Linked DNA regions of Triticum aestivum: region 2 is linked to region 1. The links are chromatin contacts, called in public Hi-C maps. All regions are on one chromosome and are shown on one strand. The core of a region is the stretch at or near the end of the contact, and the rest is flanking DNA. Distances in the headings are between cores, read along the strand shown.

Region 1 (6,524 bases), core at 379-2,878:
TTTTGCTTCACTTCTTGCATGGTTAGTGTGCTTTGTATCTCTTATCTTCTATTACCTTTTTTTGTTTCACATTTTCACACTCTATCTTGTAGCTTGTATCTGATATTGCCGCCAGGGGTACGTCCTTTTGATAGATATTGGACGAACTAATTCCATATTGTTTTTTAGTGTGTGCATCTGCAATAATGTTGTATGCAGTCAGATATTTTACGGTGGCAGGAGGAAGATCCTGGATGAGTTGAACTAGCATGCAGTAGATATTGGAAATTTGGAATGCATATAAGTCACATCAGCTCATGTATTGGGAACATATACAAGGTTTTCTGTGCGGAAGTATTCAGAATTTACATTGTATCCTTCAAGTTATTGGTCTATCTATCTTCTATTTATCTATATTTCATTTTGCAAACCCAAAAGTAGATCCAAACATTGAACCAGCTTTGAAAAGTGGAACATAATAAATCCAAAACCAAATTCATGTTCTGAAATAGAAGTTGAGGAATGCTAGAGCATGCAAGTTCTGTGTTATTAACAGAAGGTTGATTGGTCTGATAAATTTGCAAATAAAAAAAATAGACATAGAGGTGTCCGCATATTTGTGATAAACTGCTTTGAAGAAATATTTCTTTATTAGTTTTCAATGTGGAGTGCGGAATCCCTTGCTATTTGCTAACCTCTTCTTTCGTACTCATTTTATATTGCTAATTTTCAGTTAGTGTACATGGTAGAACATGTTGGATTTTGAGGAATGATGCATCCATGGTCAATTTTATTCTATAGACTTGATTAAGTTAAAACAAATATTCCAAGGCGATGGAAGGGCGAGATGACTTATTTTTTAAGTGGCTGCTATGCTATGTGCATGCGAACAGTGTGAAAGTTACTGCTTGAAGGAGATATGGTTGTTAAAGAGACACGGTGAGTGTGGTAGAGAATCAATGGAGTTGTTATATGGATGGAATCAACATGTTGTCTTGTTTAACACACTTTTTGGAAGAACAAAAATTTTGATTAATATTTTTTGCCATTCCGTGGCAACGCGCGGGCACTCAGCTAGTATTGATACAATCTGCTAATACGAGCATTCACATTAGTAGTGTGCGTCAGTGCGTGTCACATGGCTGAATACAGAAGGACAATATTTGCACTTGCACATCTGCTGCAACCTATAGCTTTCTCTAGACGAGGGGCTACAGCTGAATCATCGCGGTCGGGGAAGGCCATCCAGGGGAGAGGCTTCGTCACTGCCGCGTAACGTCGTCAATTCAGAGGCTTAGTCGCCATCTGTGGTGGCCGTCGCCCGTCGAGTACCCGTTGTCACCGCTACTTGTAGGACTTCCAGGGAATCTTCCAGGCCATGGCTGCGATCGTAGGAGTCCTCCTGTTGGGATTTGATTCGGGAGCCGATGCGAAGGATTTGGCAAGGATGATTTGGGGAAGGACGCCCGACTCGAGGCCTTGGGTTGGGGATCTTGGATCAGAGTCAGGCCTGAGATCAGAGGCTTTAGGGTTTTTTTTGTGAATGAAAAATGCATGTTATTTACAAAGTGGGAGGATAAGTGTTAATATTTGCTTGACTGCACGTGAGACCTGGGATTTTAATCGTGGGGCTGAAAACGAAGGGATACAAGGATACACAACACACCTCGGATTCACAGGATATGTTGCCTAAATGATGTGCCCTGTTTTGATGGTTGAAAAGCCACTAGATAATTCTAGCTCCCACGCTCCTGCGACGCACCACTCCGGTGCCCGCAGCCACCATTGTCGCCGCCCAGCTCCCTCCATCCCAACAAGGCTACTCCCCGGTCTCGCCGCGGTTCCCTCCGGGATTCCCTATGCCGTGGTTCTTGCGACCAGATCCGCTGGTGGCCCTCTTCCCACAGCTTGAGGGGGGCTCCTTAGATCTGCGTATCCAGACCGGCGCTGCTCTGCCGGAGTGCTGCGCGGCGGCCTCAGGTGCGATAAGGCGTTCCGCAAGGTGTGGTTCGCTTCTCAGGATGCCCTGCTGGATCCCACCCCCAAGCTCCCCGTCCATGGCCTCCTCCGGCCATGTCTGAAAGCGGCGCCGGCTGCCTCCATGTCGGCGGGTCGGCGTGCGGCGCGGGACGCCTCCTCGAGCCCGGCGTCTCCTGTTGCAGGTTCAAGGCGGGGCACATCCTCGAGCCATGCACCTCCTTCTGCGGACTCAAGGTGGTGCCCCGATGCGGACTGCAGCCGGTCGGAGGAATGGCATCTCGTTCGGCCAACATATTGGTGGCGTCAGCGGCGCTCCGACCTCCAGCTTCCGAGCCGCCGACCCGCGTCTTCATTTTCTGCCCCTGGGCAGAGAGCATTCGTCAAGTTCATAGAGTAAGCCATTGTTGCCTCCTCAAAGGACACCTGAAGATTGAATGTCGAAATCCATTCACCTGCCTCAGATGCCGTCAGATTGGCCATCGCGCTCGGAACTGCACCAACCCCCTGAAGACGCCACCACCGCCTCCACCTCAGACGCTTCGCCTGCGGCCACCGTACAACGGTTGCCTAGTTCTTCTGCAGCATGCCTGCACCCCGCTGGACCAATCACCCGCTCGCATCCTGTCGACGGAGAGCCCCGCCATCGAGAAAGACATGTGCCGGCGCCGGGTCGCCACGATGACGACGACGATAATGAGTGTGGTGCGGTTAGCCCTGCTTCGGGCCGAAGGGCAAGGAACAGAGCGCACGACCGCTCGCCTGACGCGTCGTCCCGAGACTCTGTTGCCGCTGCCACCCTGGATTCTCGCGGACGCTCACCTCCGCCATCGCCGCGCACCACCTCTCGAGACATCTCGAGATCAAGACTACCAGCTCTGCCATGGTCTCGCCTCCGCCATTGCCGCGCACCACCGCTCAGGACATTATCGAGATCGAGACTACCAGCTCTGCCATGGGCTGGCTCTGTGGAACCACCGCCGGTCTAGATGCCAGGATCCAGCCGTCCTTCTCGCTGGATGATTGTGAGACGCGAGATTCTTCGATGCAGGCAAAGCCTGAGCTTGTGCTGGCAACACCTGATGGGGAGATCACCCCAGCTCTGTACCCAGGCAGCTGCATCTTTTAACTCCTCTGGTGCGGTACTCTCGACGCCAACCCCTCCGGATATGCAACAAGATACTAGCCCGGGCCTGGACCACAACAGTGAGGCAAGATCTACACCCATCCACTACTCCTCCCCGGGATGCTTGACTGAAGACGCAGCTACTCCAATCTTCATTCCTCGCATGCCGGCCCTGCTGCCGTCTCCCTCGCCATGCACAACTCCCCCAAGACCTCCCAAGGCGAGACACAAAACTTTGGCAGGTGTCACTGGGTTCCAGTTGCAGAGACAAAGCCCACGGCTTCGGGCCAAGAAAAGGGGTGTGCCCATTGCCAAGCTTGCGGAGCAACTTCTATGCCACCGGATGGGCATCGTTGCTGAAGGCGAACAGGTCACGGAGACGGCAATCATCAAGTTTGCTAATCTGTTCCATGATCGCCTTCCTGACATTGCGATTGCGGTGCTGCGTGCGCTGTTTCAGCTTGATTGTGACCTCTCCACCGCGGTCGAGGACGCCCTGGTGCTTCATGGAGGGGAAGGTGGGCCGGATGTGAGCGAGCAGGCTGCTGGGGATGCTTGAAGCTCCGTCTGCCGCTGATGATGTAGCCAAGTTTCTCATGTTAGTGCACCCTAATAGCCGGTCCTTAGTGTGGTTCTGTACGCCTGTTTGTGGTTGCGCCTGTGCGCCACTGAACTTGGGCCTGGCGAGACTGGTCGTCGCTGTAACTACCACGCCTGTTTGTGGCTGCGCCTGTGCACCAATGATCTGGGTCCTAGCGAGACCAAATATGGCTGTAGCGTTCAAGAAGTTATGTGTTCCCCATGTGGGTTATGAGGTAGCTCTGGTTCCCAAATGTTAGAAAACAACTTATCAATCCAGTGCTGGAATGTGCGAGGGCTGAACTGCCCAAATCGAAGAGCTACTGTCCATGAGACCATCGCTGCATCCTCATGTGTTCCGGTTTGCATCCAAGAGTCTAAGCTTCAGAATGTTGACCCGTTGTCGCTACCTACTTAGGTGGACAGCGCTTGAAGAATTTTGCTCAACGGCCTGCCGACGGCACAAAAGGAGGAAACTTGCTCCTCTGGAACGAATCCACTGTTTCGGTCACAAATGTTCAAATGGGCGTCTATTTCCTCTCTGCAGCAGTCACCCTCAAGAATACCTCGGTCCAGAAAACATTCAAGCTAACTACGGTCTATGGACCCACTCGCAACAACAACAAGGATGCTTTCTTCCTTCAGCTAACATCACAAAAACCTCCATCACGCACAAGATGGCTGGTTCATGGGGACTTCAATCAAATATACCATGCCCGAGACAAAAACCGTGCCGATGTGGACCGCAGCCGCCTCGTCCGATTCCGAAACACCCTCAATGCTTGCGAGCTCAAGGAGATCCACCTTCAAAATAGACGTTTTACTTAGAGCAATGAACAAAACAATCCAACACAATGCAAACTCGATAGCTTCTTTTGTAATGTTGATTGGGACATCGACTTCGCGACCCACATTCTCCATGCCCTCTCCTCGTCACTATCAGACCATTGTCCTCTTTTGCTAGCCAACAACTTAGGACCAAAGAGGCCCAAGTCTTTCCGCTTCGAGAACCACTGGACAAAAATGCCCGGGTTACAGAATGTGGTTATGGCAGCTTGGAACGAGCACTCTGGTCATGTGGAGCCTTTCCAAAGACTCTTCAACAAATTAAAGAGAACTAGCCAGAAGCTTCGCAAATGGAGTAAGACCCTTTTTGCACAGTCCAAGATTCAGCTACACATGGCCCTGGAGGTTATATTGCACTTGGACTTGGCCCAGGAACAAAGGGTGCTATCCCCGGATGAGGGGGACCTACGGCAAAGACTTAAGAGAAAGGTCATCGGCTTGGCGGTGTTGGAAAAGGCGCGTAAGCGTCAAAATTCAAGAACTACGAATTTAAAAGAAGGGGATGCCAACACTCGCTACTTCCATCTTCGGGTTAACCATCAGAGAAGAAAGAACTTTATCCACCGCCTAAAGCACAACAATGGATGGGTTACTGAGCACGGGCAGAAAGAAAATATTGTCCATCAACATTGCTAAGAAAGGACCCCGACGCGGCATTGATATCAATTGGGAGATCCTCCCTTCCCCCGGTTGTGACCTACGGGACCTTGATGAGCCCTTCTCACAGGAGGAAGTGAAGGCGGCCGTGTTTGATATGCCGAGCGACAAAGCGCCAGGCCCAAATGGGTTTACTGGTGCTTTCTTCAAGGCTTGCTGGAACATTGTCAAAGATGACATCATGATGGCCATCAACCACTTCGCGAATCTTCACGCTTCTCACTTCCACTGGTTGAACTCTGTGAATGTCGTCCTCATTCCAAAGAAGGACGGTGTTGAGGACATCACCGACTTCCGCCCCATTAGTCTTATTCATGTTGTTGCTAAGATCATTGCCAAGTTAATGTCCAACAGGCTAGCACCCCACATGAATGACCTTGTCTCGCAAGCCCAAAGCGCGTTCATTAAGAAAAGATGCATTCATGACAACTTCATGTATGTGCGCAACATTGCGTGGAGGCTACATCGCAAGAAAACACCGGCTCTTCTATTCAAACTTGGCATCAAAAAAGCTTTTGACTCCGTGAGATGGGACTTCCTGCTTGATTTGCTCCAACACCTCGGCTTCCCTCCTAGATTCTGAGGCTGGGTTTCAACAGTTTTATCTTCGACTTCCTCTCGTGTTCTTCTTAATGGAGTTCCCGGTAACCCAATAAAGCTTAGACAAGGATTGAGATAGGGGGACCCACTATCACCCCTCCTATTTGTGCTTGCCATTGACCCGCTCCACCACATCCTTCGAAAGGCAACGAAACATGAAAAAATGCACCATGTTGGTGCTCAAGCAATTGTTGGGGAACGTAGTAATTTCAAAAAAATTCCTACGCACACGCAAGATCATGGTGATGCATAGCAACGAGAGGGGAGAGTATGTCCACATACCCTCGTAGACCGAAAGCGGAAGCGTTAGCACAACGCGGTTGATGTAGTCGTACGTCTTCACGATCCCACCGATCAAGTACCGAACGCACGGTACCTCCGAGTTCAGCACACGTTCAGCTCGATGACGTCCCTCGAACTCCGATCTAGCCGAGCTTTGAGGGAGAGTTCCGTCAGCACGACGGCGTGGTGACAATGATGATGTTCTACCAATGTAGGGCTTCACCTAAGCATCGCTACAATATTATCGAGGTGGATTATGGTGGAGGGGGGCACCGCACACGGCTAAGAGATCTCAGGGATCAATTGTTGTGTCTATGGGGTGCCCCTTTCCTCCATATATAAAGGGGGGAGGAGGAGAGGGCCGGCCAAGGGGAGAGGCACGCCCAAGGGGGTGCAATCCTACTCCAAGTAGGTTTGCCCCCCCCCCTTTCCTATCCAAGTAGGAAAAGGGGGAAGGAGGAGGTGGAGAGAAGGAAGG
Region 2 (7,515 bases), core at 157-2,656, 880 kb after region 1:
GTCTTTCAGGTTTGGTTGAATTGACAACTCAACTGCTAATTATTGAGAATATTCTTTGGCTCCCCTTGTGTCGAATCAATAAAATTGGATTGAATACTCTATCCTCGAAAACTGTTGCGATCCCCTATACTTGTGGGTTATCAGGCAACTCAAATGCCGGTGGTCCTTGGTTCCTGCACCGGTGGCCTTTTTTCCAGCAAAATGGACGACGGTTGTAGCTTCGCGCATCTACGTTTGCAGCAGAAATGAATGGTGGTATGGAGTGTTAGAGTTCTTCCAGCAATGGCGAAGTCCGTTCCAGCATCTCATGCCTTCGGTTGTAGCAATGACAGTCGTCACTTCCAGCTTTTTGCTGGCGGGTTGCAGCATTCTACCATCGTCGGGTTGTAGCAGCTGCCCCGGCAGTAGCTTTCCTTTTCGCTGGTGGAAGCTTTTTGAATAGACGGTTCCAGCATCCCATTCCGGTGGTTGCAGCATCCGCGTGTCGCTGCTTGTAGAATCGTGTGGACGTCGTCCCCGACCACGGTGCACTGCCGGTTGCAGCTTCCGGTGATGCCGGTTCCAACTCTGGCCGCAACTGATTGCAACACCACAGCTAATGGTGCAGACCAGCGGCGAGCCGACGCAGCCCCACCTCCCCGTTGATACGACGTCCACCACCGCCATAAAGAAAGCACACAACACCTGTAGCTTCCTCGTCTCCTGATTGTTGCGCATGGCGCAGTAGCAGAAAAAGGTCGGGGCATTGAAGGTAGTCGGTTCTGGGGTGTTTTGAAGGTGCAGATGTGGTTCGTGGTGGTGGCAGGCCCACCGGTGGTAGGAGATGAGCCAGACGAGAAGCACGGAGATAAGAGATGAGAGATGAGACAATGAGGAATTTCTGCGGTGGGAAGATAAAAGAGAGGAGCGAGATAAGGATGGGAGGGTGTGGTAATGCGCGGTGACGCACAAAACACGTGGAAGGCTGCAAGCGAGGGCGAGTGCGTGCAACCGGCCGAACATTCGGCCGGCTCACCGATTGTAAACGTTTCCTATAATCAAGCGGGATCAAATTATGTCTCCATATTTTGGTGTTGTGGCCATCACCAATCCTCCTAATTAGATCCTGTGTAAGAGTGTCTCTGACTTCTGCACCCCAAATGGTTCTCGCTAGTTTTTTCTTTTTCTTTTTTTAGGAGTTTAAATGCTTGTTCTTTTTTGAGTGGAAAATGCTTCTCGCTAGGTTTTTTTTTGGAAAATGCTTCTCGCTAGTAAGGCAGAATAGTTCAGCAGGCCCGTTATTTTTTCAGCATCCATTCTGTAAGCAGCTCGGCAAGCCCATTCGGCCCATTTCAGCATCGCAACCCTAGCCAAGCGCAAGCCACAGGACACTGGCAGCTATAAATACCCAACCCCTCCCCAACGAAACCCTAGGTTAAAGCGACGCCGCCGCCGCAAGCCGTCCGCCTCGCTCTTCTCCCGAGCCTGGTCCTCATCCTCTCGCCTCTCTCCCCCCACACAGATTTAGCAATCTAGGTTTAGCGCCTCCGTCCATCTCGTAGCTGCTGCGATGGCGATCAAGAGGACCAAGGCCGAGAAGAAGATCGCGTACGACCAGAAGCTCTGCCAGCTGCTCGAGGAGTACACCAAGGTGCTCATCGCCGTCGCCGACAATGTCGGCTCCAAGCAGCTCCAGGAGATCCGCAAGGGTCTCCGCGGTGACTCCATCGTGCTCATGGGCAAGAACACCCTCATCCGCCGCTGCATCAAGGTGCACTCGGAGAAGACCGGCAACAAGGACTTCCTTGAGCTCAGCAACCTCCTCGTCGTAAGCAGCCGGACTCGTCCCCCCTTTTCTTCTTTTGATTCCGCCGCGAATTTTGAGCTGAAATGGATTCCCCGATTTGTAGGGTAACGTTGGCCTCATCTTCACCAAGGGTGACCTCAAGGAGGTTCGCGAGGAGGTCGCCAAGTACAAGGTAAAATTCAGACCGGATCTTCCATGTCCCCGATTATTGAATTATTATGTGGTGGATTGCTGGTTTGTAGTTGCGGTTAATCGAGAGAGATATCCTACGTCCGTGATGATTATCATGTACCGCTAGAAATATTGCCCCCCTGATATGTGATGTCTGCGTTTGTTTATTGTTCCTGTATTCGACTATACCCTTGCCTAGGTTTAGAATATTTGTAAATTGGCTAGTCTAGTTCTTTTATCCCGATGAATCAGTATGTTACACAAATGCTAGGTAAGTTACACAAATGTTAGTGAAGCAGTACCATTGTATCATTGCCGAATCACAATATGTGTGCAATTTAGCTGTTTCCTAGCAACAAGTATATTTGTCAAAGTTTTATTCTATCTGTCAAATTGGCATGTTTAGATAACAAATGTTATAAATTTGTATAGTTGCTGTGTTCTATTCTTAGCATATGCTATCTTTTTTCTGATGCCATCTGTTCATTTAATGTGATTTCTTTGTCATAAAGTTTAGGACATCCAAGGTTAATTCTGGTCTTGTTTTTGTACACACAGGTTGGTGCTCCTGCTCGTGTTGGGCTAGTTGCACCTGTTGATGTGGTGGTTCCCCCTGGCAACACTGGTCTGGATCCCTCCCAGACGTCCTTCTTCCAGGTTAGCATTTGCTGACAGCACTTCTCACTGGATGCTTTCATTTCAATCACATTTTATCACGAGTTCTTACTGTTTGTCTTGTTAAGGTGCTCAACATTCCCACCAAGATTAACAAGGGCACTGTGGAAATTACTATCCCTGTGGAGCTGATAAAGAAGGGTGACAAGGTGGGCTCCTCTGAGTCTGCCCTGCTTGCCAAGCTTGGTATCCGCCCCTTCTCTTATGGGCTGGTCATCTGCAATGTCTATGACAGCGGGTCAGTCTTCAGCCCTGAGGTTCTTGACCTCACCGAGGAAGACCTGATGGACAAGTTTGCTTCTGGTGTGTCCATGGTTGCCTCACTGTCCCTGGCGATCTCATACCCCACCATGGCTGCTGCGCCACACATGTTCCTCAATGCATACAAGAATGTTCTTGCGGTTGCTTTGGAGACAGACTACTCATATGATCATGCTGATAAGATCAAGGAGTACCTCAAGGTAATTCTTGTTCTACAATGTTTTGATCCCACTATGAAATCTTAATTTGAAACATGCATTAGAATTTGTTCTTGAACAATGGCATGAACTGACAAGTGATATTTTTGGATAGTGTTATCTCTTCAGTACCCTTAATTTAATCCTGCGGTTTGTGAGATTTGTTTTTGGTAGTCATCATGGTATAAAACATGACATGCCATCTCACATTTGGCACATGTTTCATCATACTCCTGAGCAACTGCATCATTGTTAGCTAAGCTAGTCATCTGTTCTTTTCTAACCAATTCTGGAGCTTAACAATTTATATGTTTGGATTGTGTTAGCCTCTTCCTGTCCCCTTTGTGTAATCTTGCTGTTTGTGAGAAGTGTTTTTATTGGAGTCATCATCGTATAATCATGGTGTAATACATGACATGCCGTCTCATATCTGTAACATGTTTCATCATATTCATGAGCAACTGCATCATTGTTAGCTAAGCTAGTCATGCTTGTATGGTTCTTCCTACTACAGCCTAATTCTGAATTCTGCATTTCCATGTCAGTTTTTTGACACAATACGTGTTGTTTTGGTGTGCAGGACCCAAGCAAGTTTGCCGTTGCTGCCCCTGCTGCTGCTGCCTCCGGTGGTGCTGCCGCCGCTGCCCCGAAGGAGGAGGAGAAGAAGGACGAGCCCGAGGAGGAATCAGATGGCGAGATGGGATTCAGCCTGTTCGACGACTAAGCTGTGTGCCTTCCTTCATAAAGCCGTGTCCAGTCGCCAGTTTTGTTAAGTGTTGAACACTGAAGTTTTTCAAGTCTTATTATTACCTTGAACAAGAATTAATTATGCTGTTTGTTAGTGTGTATTCGAATATGTTAACGTTATGTTATGCACTTAGTTACTTATGCATTGCTCTGCTTTGTGCTTCTCTCTTTTATGTTTGCTGGGATTCACTTCGTTAGATTTTAAGTAGGCTTGTTCATCGATTGCTCTGTTCAGACAGGCTTCATTCATCCAGCAAAAGTAATGGTATCTGTTCAAGTCAGATTTTAAGTTTTTGGGATCGAGCGCTGATTTGGCCGGTGGATGCAATGCTCCGATCCTGAAGCAAGCCTTGGTCTTTCAACCGAGCGAGCGATTTCTGTGACATATCTTTGTACTCTTTCTCCCCCACTCTGCCCTCAGATCCTGCGGAGATCGACGGCCAGCCACTGGATCGGCTGGCACTGGGCCGTGGGGGCGGAGGTATGGGATGGACCTGGGTGCTGCTGCTCGCGTCGGAGAGGGCGCTCTGTTTTTCTACAGAAGCTCGACGTGACCGCGCCGTGCAGCTGATTCCTTTATGCCGCCCTGCCTTTTCTACAGGAGCTCCAAATACACCGCCGCCGCTGCAACGTCGATTTTGGGGGATCACAGACTCTAGGGCGTGTTTGGTTGTCTGCATATGGACTTGCTGCATTAGGAGATCAACATTGGCACGTTGTTTGGTTGCCTGTCCGACATGACGAGCATGGAGTGGTGGACGAGCGACCCCGTCGGCGGCACGGCGAGTGACATTGTCGGCAAACTAGTTACGGTTCTCGAGCGAAGACAGTGGACAGAGGAGGAGAATGTAGTGCTCGCGCCATCGTATCGTCAGTGCAGTGGACGAGAGAGGAGGCCGAGATGATCAATGCGCGGAGGGACGAATATGAGGGCTCTGAGCAGAGGACAGAGGAGCTCGATATGGCGGCATTAGTGCAGTAGACTGTTGTTCAAAGAGAGATGAAGCTACGATTATCGAAACCAAAAGCTTACAACACGAATGTTGTGAGGAACTGCGAGATTAGTCTGCTGGACAAAGAAAATTTCAAACAATCGATCGTGCGCGATGAATCTGACAAAATTCGTCCAAAACAGCTCCAAACGGGAACACATGATTAAAAACTTACGGCCGACGAAACTACGAACCGATCGCCTGAATGGAACCGTAGCATCGAGGTGCATCTTTTTCGTGTAGAGCTTACCTCGAATCGAAGCACTGTTGTGTAGATCAGAGAGAGGAGATTAGATAGAAGCTTAATGAAGGTTGAAAAAGACCTCACTTAATCACCTTACATCTTTCCAGCAAGCCAGGCTCTGGGCTGCTTTAAGAAGCGTGCGGTGCAGACCCAACAGTGAAAACGAGCAACCAAACAGATTTCTTTCTTCCCGTGCGGGCCTGGCTGGCCCCTATGCGGGCAACCAAACACGCCTCTAGATGCATGTGAGACTTTAGCTTTTGTGTGTATCCATGACAACCTTCAAGTCAAATCATTAGATGGAAATGGATGTCACAAACGATCAGACGTTGTTTAAGCTTTGTTGGTTCGTAGGCCTCAGAATATGATTCTTTATCATAATGTCCTCAATGATAAACATTATGAACTTTCAACCTTTTGTCAGATGGTCAAAATTTACATTTTTTGGTAATGTCCACATGGCGACATGGCAGTTTTTTTTCTTCACTTTATTGGCATGGCAAAATTTACTCTTTTAATTGCAATGGAAATTTTACCTTTGTCAACATGGCAAATTTAACTACACCGCCATGGGAAATTCTTCACTTCTATTGCCAATAGCAAAATGTACTTTTTATTTGCCATGGCATATTTACATTATTAACCATGGCAAAATTACTTATATTGTCATGGCAAATTTACCTTTGACATGTCAATTTAATAGCTCATGGCAATTTTTCCTTTTCATGGGACCATGGTAAATTGGCTATGGCAATTTTACTTCGAGTATATTGAGCATGGCAAATGAACAAGAAACAAAGTCTACAATCATTGAGTACATTGAGCATACCATGACGCAAAAAATTACGTGGAATGGTCACATGTTTTTTTTTTTTTGAAAAAGTGTCTTATACATCATAGCAAGTTTTGGAACATTTTTTTGAATAGCCACATGACAAATGTATGCATTTTCTATCTTCAAAACATGTTACCATTTTAAGAACATGTCAATTTTACTTTGTAGCATGGTAAATTTACTTTTATTGTGATGACATTTTTTACATTTATTGTCATGTCAATTTTACTTTATTTTCTTACCATGTCAATTTTACCATTTTATTTTGGTCACGGCAAATTTACCTTTTTCTGCCACTGCAAATTTACCTTCATTGTCATGGCAATTTTAATTTAACATTTATGACAAATTTACTTTTATGGCTTATGTCAGATTTACTTTTACGGAGCATGGAATGTTTACTTTTATTGCCATGGCAAAAATACTTTGCGTTCATGGAAAATTTTGCTCTTTCCACCGTTCATGGGAATTTTTGCTTCTAAAGACCATGGTAAATTTACTTTACGAGACATGGCAATTACTAATAAACAATATAAGGTGCACTTTATTGTGTTCCACTGATGACAAATTTTAATCCACAAATTTTTGTGCGTATATAGTAAAAATATCATACAAATTGTAATCCGCATTTTTCTGCCACCATGTACACATGGAAATTGCCATGACTTTTTTTTGTGCATTTTCATGAAAAGAAAATCCTTTTGACCATGTCAAAATTTGCTTTAAAGACGATGAAAGTTTTTGGTTTGAACCACTAGGATATTTAGTTCTCTATCACGACAAATTTGTTTCCCCCCTTATTGGATCATTGCAATTTTTTAATATCATGTCAAAATCTAGACTTTTATTAATAACCGCCAAAACTGGGCTTTTCAGTCAGAGTACAAACTGGGCCAAACTAGGATTTACTTTTTCTTGCAAAAATGGCATGTACGGACGCGGGAGGTGGCTGTTCGGTCTTATTTTTCTTTGAAATGAAGGTGAAAGATTTGCTTTATCAATTAATTAATTAATCAGAAAAGAGTTACCCATTTAATTAATGTAAAATCAAGTAAGAACCGATACAAGTCAATAATATATGGACTATTCACAAAGCATGCAACCTTAAAAGCGCACAACCAACCTGACAACCATACCCAACACGCAACAATCACCAACCCCTACACTGTTACATCACAAAGGTCCGGACCCAATTCCTCCCATAAATTAGAGACAAACGTGGGGGGCTTTGCGGGAGACCGGACTAATCCCACGTCCGCTTTTGATCGCCCTGGCCAGCAAAAAACCCCTCCCCCTCCCACGCGTTTTCTGTAACACCGCTACAGAGCATCAACGCACGCATTCATGCCCAGCCAGAGCGGACGCGACCGCTCACTGGCGTCGGCATTGAAGCGACGCGCCTACTGAGAAAGCGCTGCCCGCGTCGCTTCTAGGTGCAAGCGACTGCCATGCATTCAAACAACATGACGACTGCCCGTACATCCGTTTGTTGCCCACATTGATGACCACACGGTTGCCGAGGCGTATCCTCCGTTGCCACCCTCCCGTCCCTGTGTCGCCCACTATTGCTATAAAAACCGGTGCCCTGGCCATAGCCGCAGTCTTCC

What was found. A called contact is a pair of places that touch in the nucleus more often than the background predicts.
Region 2: a Hi-C map of leaf shows a contact between it and region 1, with 7 times the contacts expected there. The contact joins the promoter of LOC123162195 here to the promoter of LOC123160851 in region 1. A contact is called at or near these places in 3 of 5 Hi-C or Micro-C datasets (all in leaf).

Annotation. Positions count from the first base shown.
Region 1 is chr7B:386,840,553-386,847,076 of IWGSC CS RefSeq v2.1, forward strand. LOC123160851 (serine/arginine repetitive matrix protein 1) reads left to right here and starts at 1,629. Exons shown (of 2, transcript XM_044578705.1): 1 at 1,629-2,352; 2 at 2,421-3,900. The coding sequence starts at 2,053. The coding sequence ends at 2,945.
Region 2 is chr7B:387,719,303-387,726,817 of IWGSC CS RefSeq v2.1, forward strand. It overlaps LOC123162195 (60S acidic ribosomal protein P0), which reads left to right and starts at 1,407. Exons shown (of 5, transcript XM_044579987.1): 1 at 1,407-1,807; 2 at 1,890-1,958; 3 at 2,516-2,614; 4 at 2,701-3,093; 5 at 3,671-3,982. The coding sequence starts at 1,550. The coding sequence ends at 3,814.